Regions from separate parts of the Ovis aries genome. Here region 1 is linked to region 2. Evidence: chromatin contacts called from public Hi-C data. All regions are on one chromosome and are shown on one strand. Each heading gives the region's core, a stretch centred on a gene start, on an enhancer-like site or on the middle of the called end of the contact. The rest is flanking DNA. Distances are from core to core; before and after follow the strand shown. Region 1 has its middle 38 kb from the start of ACOT11. Region 2 overlaps TCEANC2 (transcription elongation factor A N-terminal and central domain containing 2).

Evidence for each region. A called contact is a pair of places that touch in the nucleus more often than the background predicts.
Region 1: a Hi-C map of liver shows a contact between it and region 2, with 4 times the contacts expected there. The contact joins two enhancer-like sites. A contact is called at or near these places in 9 of 16 Hi-C or Micro-C datasets (hypothalamus, liver, mesenteric adipose tissue and 5 more).

What each region holds. Positions count from the first base shown.
Region 1 is chr1:28,967,827-28,973,254 of ARS-UI_Ramb_v3.0, reverse strand. No RefSeq gene overlaps it. Among named protein-coding and RNA genes, the nearest start is that of ACOT11, 38 kb to the left of the region's middle. Within about 2 kb of position 3,359, at least 41 of the 54 cell types and tissues checked have an H3K27ac peak or open chromatin away from gene starts, as enhancers often do. A contact at or near this core is called in liver, where this site is marked.
Region 2 is chr1:28,603,631-28,608,701 of ARS-UI_Ramb_v3.0, reverse strand. All of the region lies in intron 3 of TCEANC2 (transcription elongation factor A N-terminal and central domain containing 2), which reads right to left. Among named protein-coding and RNA genes, the nearest start is that of TCEANC2, 26 kb to the right of the region's middle. Within about 2 kb of position 2,136, at least 2 of the 54 cell types and tissues checked have an H3K27ac peak or open chromatin away from gene starts, as enhancers often do. A contact at or near this core is called in liver, where this site is marked.

The sequences.
Region 1 (5,428 bases), core at 2,110-4,609, 360 kb before region 2:
GAGTTGGACATGACTGAGGACCCATACACACAGCCTCCTATGGATTTTTTTTTTTTTTTGGCTGCATATAGGATCTTAGTTCCTCAACCAAAGATTGAACCTGCATTGGAAGTGTGGCGTCTTAACCACTGGGCCACCGGCGAAGTCTCTCTCTTAAGGATTATTAAACTATACTGAGACAGATGCTGTGACAAAAGCAAGCACAAGGAACAATGGAGTTTGAAAGGAGGAACCCAGGTCAGCTTTGGGGATAAAAGAGGGCTTCCCAGAGGGAGTAATGCCTGAGAGGCATCTTGAAACAGTTAACAGTTGGACTTCCCTGGTGGTAGTGGTTAAGACTGCATTTCCACTGCAGGGGACACAGGTTCGATACCTGATCAGGGAACTAGAATCCCAAATGCTGCGCAGTCAAAAAAAAAAAAAAATTAACAGGTGAACGACAGTAGGATTCCAGGCAGAGCAAATGGTGTGGGTACTGCTCTGACGGTTGGTGGGAACTCAGCGTATCGGGGGAAATGCAGATAACTCAGTTGGCGGGAGTAATGGGAGTATGAGGGTTCTGCTGTGGTGAGTTGCAGAGGCCAGCAAGGGCCTTGAATGCCATGCAAAGCAGAGGGCTTGCCCCTCAGGACCGCAAGGAGCCAAGGAAGATGTTGAGAGCAGGAATTAACAGGTGTGTATTTTAGAACGTCCTCACTGGGATCTCTTCATTCTGCTCTGACCCGGTTTATTCTTTATCTGCCTTAGTCTGCTAGCTCCTTGCTGTCCAGCCCAGGGCTCAGCAACCTCTCCAGGCTCCCTAGGGACTGGATGTGACAATCACAGCTCCTCAGGCCAGCACACAAGGACCACTCGGATCTGACTCCCTCTCCAGTCGCATCTCTTCCCCACTGTCCTCTCCCCTTACATTTCCGCCACGCCATCTTCGGTTTCATTAAAGGTCATGCTCCCTCATGTCTTGCGCTTGCCCATGCTGTTGCCTATTCCTGCCATTCCCTCTCCCTGAATGAACTGTCTCCCCTTTAGCTCTGTTTATGTGGCTAATTCCTACTTCTCCCTTGGGACTCAGCATAAGGATCACCTCCTTCAGGGAGCCTTCCCTGATTTCCCCCCAGACTGGGTGACAGTTCTCTTAAGACATCATTCTGCCAACCATCATTATACCACTATGCTTTCTGCAGGGAAGGCTGGTTCACCTCAGTATCTCCAAGCCCTGGCAGGACCTCACAGTGACAGCCTGTGCAAGTCTAAGGAGCAGGGCAGGCTCTGGAGGTCACATGTAGTGTCATCCGACTCTTTGTGACCCCAAGGACTCCTTTGTCCATGGGGGTTCTCCAGGCAAGAGTACCGGAGCAGATTGCCATGCCCTTCTCCAGGGGATCTTCCCAACCCTGGGATCGAACCCAGGTCTCCCGCATTGCAGGTGGATTCTTTACCATCTGAGCCACCAGGGACGCCCACACGCATGTATCACTAAGACACAAAAGATGCATCTGAGAGAAATAAAATGAGATGATCAAGGTGGAAAGGCCTAGATCATGGAGGGTCTCACCAGCCTGCAGCTGATCCACAGGGCAGGGAAACGCAGGGCATAGACAGAAGCAGCACGGGAATATGTGCTTTGTGGTTCAGAAGGCTTGGTGGAGGGGCCAGTTTCAAGCCCCCTGGATACCAGCAAGCTGGCAGATTAAGATGGTGGCTAAGAGATGTGGAGAAGGGAACAACTGGAGAGATATTTAAGGGGAGAAAGGACCAGACTTGGTGCCTGATTGTTCGTGGGCGGCAAGAGAGAGGGAGGAGTGGAAACGACTCCCTGTGCAGCTCCTCGAATCTCTAGGGAGAGAGGAAGGAGGCCAGCAGCCAGCTCGGACACCAGTCACCTTGGACACAAATAACCTCTAGGGACTCTGCCCCTGCTGAGCCGAGCTGCTACCTCTGACAATGCCTCCCCAACACACACACACACACACACACACACACACACACACACACCCTGTTTTCCCAAGGGGTTGACTGGACGCTCTGCTGGCTCCTTGCCCACTGCTCCCTCCCGCAGTCTGCTCTGCGCCAGCCAGGAGGGGAGGGAAGGGGAGGGGCAGCCGCAGAAGCCCTGCCGGAAGGGAGGAAGGGCGGGCTCAAGAAGCCAGCCCAGCCGACCCCCAACTGAGGAGCAAGGGAGAGCCGAGGAGAGAGGGTGAGACAGACAAAAGACAAGGAGAAGCAGTACAGCAGCTCTGAACACTGGAGATACAAGATGCCTTTCTGTTCCTCTTGCTTGCCCACTCCCCATTTTAGAGATGGGGAAACTGAGGCCCAGAGACAGCAACAGTTTAGGAACCTACAACTCAGGTTTCAGCAGACCCACACTCTTCTGTTGGAGCCCCTCAGCCTGGAGCAGCCACTTACAGGCTGGTCTGGTAGGAATGGGTGTTGAGCACCACAGCCATCGCCCCAAATGAAGAGCTGGCCAGCTAGTTGAGTCTATGGTTCAAGTCCCTCCAAGTCCCCATAGTATAGAGAGCTGGACTGAAAGACAGGGGACTTGAGTTCTCACCCCGCTGTAGGACTGATTTTTCATCTGTAAATGTCCTATACTGCCTCTGATAAACCTCTCTACAAGGTTTACAAGAGCCACTAAGGGATGAAGGAAGACTGTGAATTCAAAAACGCCACAGGACCCCAGAAGGATTGGGTGCAAAACCATGTCCCTGAGCAAATCGCTCCCCTCTCTGGGACTCAGTTTCCTCAACTGCACAAAAAGGGTACCAGATTCATTGATATTAAAAGGCCATTCCACCACTGGAAGCCAGTAGGATGCACCCACTCTGCCAAAGTTTTAGATTCTAGAGCAAACACAAAACCTCACCATCGCATCTTCCCCGCCCCTAGAACGGGTGCTTGGAAGCCCTCTTCAGGCCTGTCACCGGTCACCGGGGGAGTTATTGTCGCCCCTGCCCAGGTACCATTGACTCCGTCCTTAAGGCCCCTCGCCGCCCCGGCTGCAAACTTACTGCAGTGGCCCCTAGGGGGCAGTGTTGCCCCGAACTTGGGCCGCCGCAGCTGCTGCCCCCGCCCCAACGGGCGCCGGGAGAATACTTGAGTTCTGGGAATGTTTGACACCCCCCGGCACACACACCGCCCCCCGCGGCCAGCCCCAGTCCCGGAGGCTCCCGCGCTGCCCACAGCCCGGGTGCGGACTTACTGCTAGGGCCCCCCCACCCCCCACCTCTCCCAGCAAAATATTTCGCAAGGACAAGGCTTCTATTTTTGTTTTTTCGCAGGAGTAGAGAACAGGTATTGGTCTCAGGCTGCTCGCGCGGACTAGGATGTCTCTGTGTTCAGAGATCTGAGGGAGGAATCTGAGGGGAGAGGAGGCTTGTTTTCCCAAGAACCTGTCAGCTGTTTCCCCCGTCACTCCCGCATCCCTTTGATAAGGGGTTGGCAGGCATGCACCCCCATACCTCCTCCTCCACGGGTCCCCCAGCCCCGCCAGGAAGCGCCCCGGGGTAGAGGGTGTGGGCTGCAGGGTCCGACCTCGCCTTCTCCAGCTCAAGCCCAGGCCCAGAGACCGGGGCACAGGCCGAGCTTGAGGGGCTGGGTTTGGGGGGTGACTTCTGCTGTCTCCCCAGCCTCAGATGTGAGCAGCAAATTCAGGGTGAAGACGGTGAAGGGGAAACGGAGGGAAAATCCCACTCAAGTTTGGTCCAACGGTTTAATGGAAGTGGGGGGAGTAGGAAGAATTTAAAAGCCCCGAACCCACAAAGCAGACTTTTTTTAAAAAAATTATAATTGAAAACATCTCGGAGTAAGGGCCGCCAGGAGCGGGCCAGCTCCCCCCGCCCCATCCCCCTCTCCTGTTCCCCGGAGTCCGATGAAGTCATGATAAGTAGGCTGCAAAAAAAAAAAAAAAAAAAGTGGGGGGGGTGGCTTGCAGGGGCTGGGGGCACAGGGGTCCCAGGCTGGGGCCCCGCGCGGACACAGTTTGGATACTATGGTTACGCGATCCGACCCAAACAGCGAAGGCGGACAACAATAGCGGCCGCCAGAGGAGGAAATTCCTTCCGGGGTGGACGGCGCGGGGGGAGGGGCGCCTGGCTGGAACGCCGAGGCGGCGGCTCGGCCAATCAGCGCTCGGCCGCCGGCGGTTTCAAGGTGCCCCGCGCCGCGCGCCCCCGCCCCCCCCGCGCGCTCCGCTTGGGCGCTGGAATTGCTGAGACGTTTCCCTGCACGCGCCCGGGTAACCCTGCGGGGGCTGCTGCTCAAGCCGACCCCCTCCCTAGCCCTTCTCCCCGCCCCCCGCCGGAGCCCACCGCCCCGGGAAGACTGAGTGTTCTGCTCCCTGAGTTGCTTGCACTTGAGGGAGATGGGGGGGGAAAAACATCCCTCCAAACTACCCCTTTCTGTGGGGTTGGTTACTGCACAAGCCTGTTTTCTATTTTAAAGCATGTCTCAAGAAAAAATGAGAGAGGGGAGAGAGAGAGAGAGAACAGGGAGAGCGAAGATCCACCCCAACTCAAGAAGCCTGGGAGGCTCTGACCCCTGCCTGCCTGGCCGCAGGGGCTGTTACATAATAAGTTGGGTTATTGATATTGGCGGCCCTGGCCGGGCATCTGGCATGCAGAGATCCAAGGGCAGAGTTGGCATTTAGAAAAGCCCCCCCTCCCCCTTTCAGTGACCGTTACCTGCTTTATAAAGGACCAGCGGAACCAGGGGCTCACCTCAGCCGGTGTCTGGGCAATTTACGTGGTGCCCATGGTGTGACCGTGCCCACTGCTACCCCCACCTACCAGGGAGGGATTCTGTGCCTAAGTCCCCCTCCTTCAGAATCCCCGGACTGGCTCTTTCCCTGTCGCCAGGCCCTCCACGGTGCTTCCTGCTTTCCTGCCAAGTACCCAAAGCCGGCATCCTGGGCACTTAGAGCACCGAGCTGGTCCCGTTCCTTCTTTAAGCGGAACCAGGTTTCTGCTCTCTGGTGTTTCCTAGCTCGGAACACCACTCTGAGGAGGAGTAGATACCTTCTCTTATTCATTGCCTACTGAGAGATTCACTTCTCTGGAAGGCTCTAACATTCAAAAAGTATTAGCCTCTCTCTCCCACTCTTTCTCTCCCTCTCTTCATATATAATGGGGATAGCCCTAATTCTCCAGTTCCTCGTGTGTCTCTATAAATAAATAATGAGATTTTATTAATTATGCACGTATAGTATCTGCAAGCAGATTGCTCTGTCTCTTGATGCTTAATAATATTTTAAAAATGGAAAAAACTTCCACACTGAAGCTGGGTATTTGGGGGTTTTTCCCCTCCCTTCAAGCAAACAAAAACTTCAAGGGGCCATATGTCCTCCAAGGAGAGGCGAGGAAGGCAGAAAGTTGGGGAGTGCAAGCAAGGGAGGGATTAAAGGGGGTCTCTCTGCAGATTTTCAAGGCAG
Region 2 (5,071 bases), core at 887-3,386:
CAAACCTTTAATTACCAGTGCAGCCTAGCTGGGGCATTGTCCTTGGCCTCTTCTCTTCTTTCTTCAACTGTTTTTCCTGAGTAATCTTACCCGCTTCTGGGGCCCAACTACCATCTGCAAGCAGATTATTTCCTAAGGCTCTCACTGAGCTCAAGACCCATGTATCCAGCCCCTGCTGGACAGCTCCACTTGCTTATTTTGCAAGCCACCTCTAGCTCAACATTTCTAAAATGGAAAGTGGAACTCATGACTTCCCCCTCAGTCCCTCCTCCTGTATTTCATGGCAGTGCTACTCACCTGTCATTTTATCTCCTTAACATTTCTTATAACTTTTCCTTTCTCACTTCCCGCATTAGTCTCACTGCTGCCCCGATTCAGGTCCTTATCACTTCTTCACTGGTCTACTGCAGTGACTTACTAACCAATCTTTGTCCCCAGACTGGCTTTCTCCAATTCATCCTCCATATTAAAGTTAAATTAAGCTTCTAAAAACACAATTTGATCACATCATTCCCTTACTGGAAGCCCTTCAGTGGTTTTCTCCTCTGTCTTCAAATTAATTTCTCAGTATAGATTCAAGCCCTCAATGCCCTGGAACCTCTCTGGCCATATCTCTTACCATGTCTCTCTCTTTCCTCGCTCCCCTCAGTCTCAACCTTCCTACACCTTGCCCCCCAGGTACAAAGACCTAGTCATAGAGAACAGTTTGCATGCCCTTGTTTGGGGTCAGGCTCTCTGGCCTTCTTACATTTCTGTACCTTAGCTCAGTTTCCCTGCCTAGAAAGGTTAAATGCTCATTTTTTTCCTCTAAGCTTGATGTAAACATCTTGGGGGCAGAACCCCACACCTTACTCCTTACTCCAAGATACAGTCCCAGCTCCCAGCACAGTGCCTACCACAAATCATTCAAGAAATGTTTGCTGAACTGAATCAGTTACATTAAAAAAAAAACAAAAAAGTTTACATTTGGCTTTCAAATTGGCTTTGTAGTAACATCTGAATATGGATGCAGTTGATTGGGAAAATCACACAATTGCAAACAAAATAATGAACTATGCTGTAAAGTACTGAATGAAGAGGTTCTAATTCTTACCCACTGCTAAGAATGCTTCCTGCTTACTACTCCAAAGTCTATAGGAATTATCTCATTTTTAAATAACTAAACAATGAATTAAATACTATTGTCATATCTCTTTTTACAAGTGAGAAACTGAAGCTCAGCAAAGCAACCTGCCCTGGCCTCACAGCTAGTAAGCATGTGAGCCAGAATCTGAGCACAGCCACCTGACCCTAGAGTCTGCACACTTAACCCAACACCCTGTCCTCCTCTGTCATTAGGGACTGGCATATAGGGAGTGTTCAATAAAGCTCTGTTGAGATAATGTTGTTCACCTTCTTGATATTTCCAAATCAGAAGAGCACAGGTCCTGAGAGGTGGCCAAATAGCAGAAGCCTCGGGCACTCAGGCCAGGACAAGTGATCACTGCTCCTGGCCCGCAGGGGGCAGTATACTCCACAGGGTCCCCCACTGCAGTCCTACCCAGCTTGGTCAGAAGGCTCTCCCAACACCAGGGAAACACTCCAAGCAGGGCCGGGCCAGGAGGAGAATGGGGGATGCAGGATGTGCCAGCAACAGGGTGACAAAGGGAAGAGTGGCAGCAGGGAAGGCCTTCAGTCTGGGGCAGGAAAAGAGAAGAGAGGAGGCCTAAGGAACCGCCTTCTATAAAAAACAAGGCAAAACGAATCTTTAGATCAGACAATGAATTTCATGACAATAATGACAGCTTGCCACTGCACTGAACACTTTACACTTAAGCCAATGAACTCTCAGAACAACCCTATGAGGTAGGTGCTATGACGATACCTTGTTTGGCAGGTAAAGAACCTGAGGAACTAAGAGGTTAAGGAACTTGCACAGGACACAGCAAATAAGCAGCAAGGCCAAGTTTCAAACGTAGGCAGTCTGGCTCGAGCTCAAGTATTAAACCCATACTGCTGCCTCCAGTGATCATATAGTCCTACCTCCTCCTGATTCAGATGAAAAAATGAGGCTCCATGACCTTTCCCCAAGGTCACAAGTTGGTCAGTAGCTACATCAAGGAAGTTAATGATCTGCAAAAAGTCATTATTTGCTCCATGAAGTTTATGTTTTAAAGCAAGCAGTGCCACTGGCTGGTCTTATGATCTAGGTCAAGTCCCCTGGGTTGAAGAGTATGGGGTTTCTGCATCCCAGCACATTGTTAAGACAAATTCCCTGCAGGAAGTGGTCTTTTGCTCATTTAACAAACATTATCAAATACTTAGTAAGTACCAGACCCTGTGCTAGACCTTGGGATAGAATGTTGAACAAGACATAGCCCTTTATTCAAGGAGCTCCACAGAGGTCTAAGCACGGGAGAAGACATCTAAACAAAAACATATGCACCAAAGTGTCACAGGTTCTAAGACAGTATTGAAAGGGGAACCCAAAGGAGAGTCAAAAGGACACAGGAGTCAATCTGGCTGGCAAATGGACCAGGGAATACCATGCAAGAGGCAATTCTTGTCCTAAGTCTTGACAAGCAGTGGAGTGAACAAGGGCAGAGAAGCTGAAAGAGCACAGTGTAATTGGAGCGCTGTGATAGGCAAAATAATGTTCCCAAAGATATCCATGCCCTAAACCTCAGAACCCGTGAATCTGTTGCCTTAAAAGGAAAAAGGCGTGATTAAAGTTAAGGACCCCAAAAGGAGGAGATGAGTCTGGATTACCTAGGTGGGGCCAATCTAATCACATAAGTTTTTAGAGGCAGAAGAGTGGGTCAGAGAGATGAGGTGTGGGAAAAATCCAACCCACCATTGCCAGCTTTGGAGATGGAGGAAGGGAATCACATGCCACAGAAAGCAGGTGGCTTCTAGAAACTGGAAAAGGCAATGAAACCGATTCTCCCCTCGAGTCTCCAGAAGGAATACAGCCCTACTGACACCATGATTTTAGCTGAGACCTGTACTAAAGGTCTAACATACAGAAATGTAAGATAATAAACCTAGTGTTTAAACCATTAATTTCCTGGCTTTTGAACAGTGGTGCTGGGAAAGACTCTTGAGAGTCCCTTGGACAGCAAGGAGATCAAACTAGTCAATCCTAAAGGAAATCAACCTTGAATATTCATTGGAAGGACTGATGCTGAAGCTGAAGCTCCAACACTTTGGCCATCGGATGCTAACAGCTGACTCACTGGGAAAGACTCTGATGCTGTGAAAGACTGAGGGCAGGAGGAGAAAGGGGGTGACAGAGGATGAGATGGTTGGATGGCATCATCGACACAAAGGACTTGAATTTGAGCAGACTCCAGGAGATAGTGAAGGACAGGGAAGCCTGGCGTGCTATAGTTCATGGTTCGCAAAGAGTTGGACACAACTTGGCAACTGAACCACAATAGCAACAACAATTTTGTGGCAGTTTGTATGGCACTATTCATAGATAGTGACTACAGGAGCTTCTCAGTAGTTCAGGATTGCTAAAACAATGTGAATCTATAGAACAACCTGAGAATGGAAGGCTACTGGAAAGTACCTTTCCACTAAGTTACTCTGTGAACTTGGGCAAGTCAAATCACATCCCCAGTCATTCATTCACTCACTAACTCATTTATTCACTCAACAAACACTTTTGCTTCACCAAGATTATGTTTCATCTGGGCCTTAAAGGTCCAAGGTGCCAAGCTCAAGCACCTTGAGCTTGCCAAGGTGCATCTTTGGGTTTCAGGAGGTAGGAAGACATGGCCTAAGTCCCTCTTAGTTTTGTAGCTTATTTTGTTTCCTGAACTGAGGCAAATTACTTTAAGCTCTCTAAGCCTCAGTGTTCTCATTTGTAAAATGAGAAAATAATAAGATTCACTTTATAGCACTGTTATATGGATCAGATGAAGTCATAGTGTGTTAGTTACTCAGTCGTGTCCGACTCTCTGCGACCCCATGGACTGTAGCCTGCCAGGCTCCTCTGTCCATGGGATTCTCCAGGCAAGAATATTGGAGTGGGTTGCCATTTCCTCCTCCAGGGAAGTCACAGTGGGGAAAGCATTTTTTAAGTATAGGGTTTTTTGTTGTTAATCAATTATAGATGAAAATCAGATCAATATGATTGACTTAAAACCTTTCCCAGATTATTTATATCTACAGTGTTGCAGAAGTAGAGCATGCTCGCCTTGTAGGCTGGGTGCAAGGCCTAACTACATTGCCTTATCAGCCATTTACTTGACACTCCCTGCCCACCGGTTTCCTTTATAATAAAGATATTCAAGCCACAGAGGCCCCATTAAGAGGCAGATCCAAAGGCTTTTGCCCAGCTAGCCCTCAACTTACCAGACCACTTGAGAACAGTGAGGCCACTCACTTTTCCTGTCTCTTAAAACACTCTCCTCCTTAGGCCACGCGTCACTGCATGGCCCTGGTTCTCCTCCTCTAATTACACTCCATCCACTTCTTCAGCAGCTCCTCTTCCTCTTCCCACTTTCCTTCCATGGATATTCTCCTCATTTCAATCCTTCGGGCCTTTAATCTTTTCTTTTACTCAAAGAATTCATCCACTTAAATGATTTTAAGCAAACGCCTCCAGGCAAATGTGTTCCAAATACAGATTTTTAGTCTAAATATCTCTCATCTGAGTTTCAGTTCTCCATCTCTAGCTGCCTATTGGACATTTGCTCCTAGAGAGTTTATGTCAGAGCAAACACTGACTAAAATGAAAATACTAGGAGAAAACTCCCATATGATGTACACAAGAAAAGGCACTAAATTCTGATTTAAAAGAGGTGAGCTTGAGCAGATGGCAGAACCCATAGAGACAGTCCAATAAAATAAAGGCACATATGGCTGGGATTCAGGGCACAATGGCAGCCTGCTAACCAGGAAAGGACACTGCCCTAAGAGACCTAGGCTCTCATGACATCGCCAGTGCTAACCGACTGCGTGGCCCTGGATAAGTCACTGCATCTGTCTGAGTCTGAATTTCCTCGTTTATAAATTGAGGTAGCTAAATGGATTTGAAAGTTTATGACACTGACATTTATAAAGTTCAAATACAGATAACAAA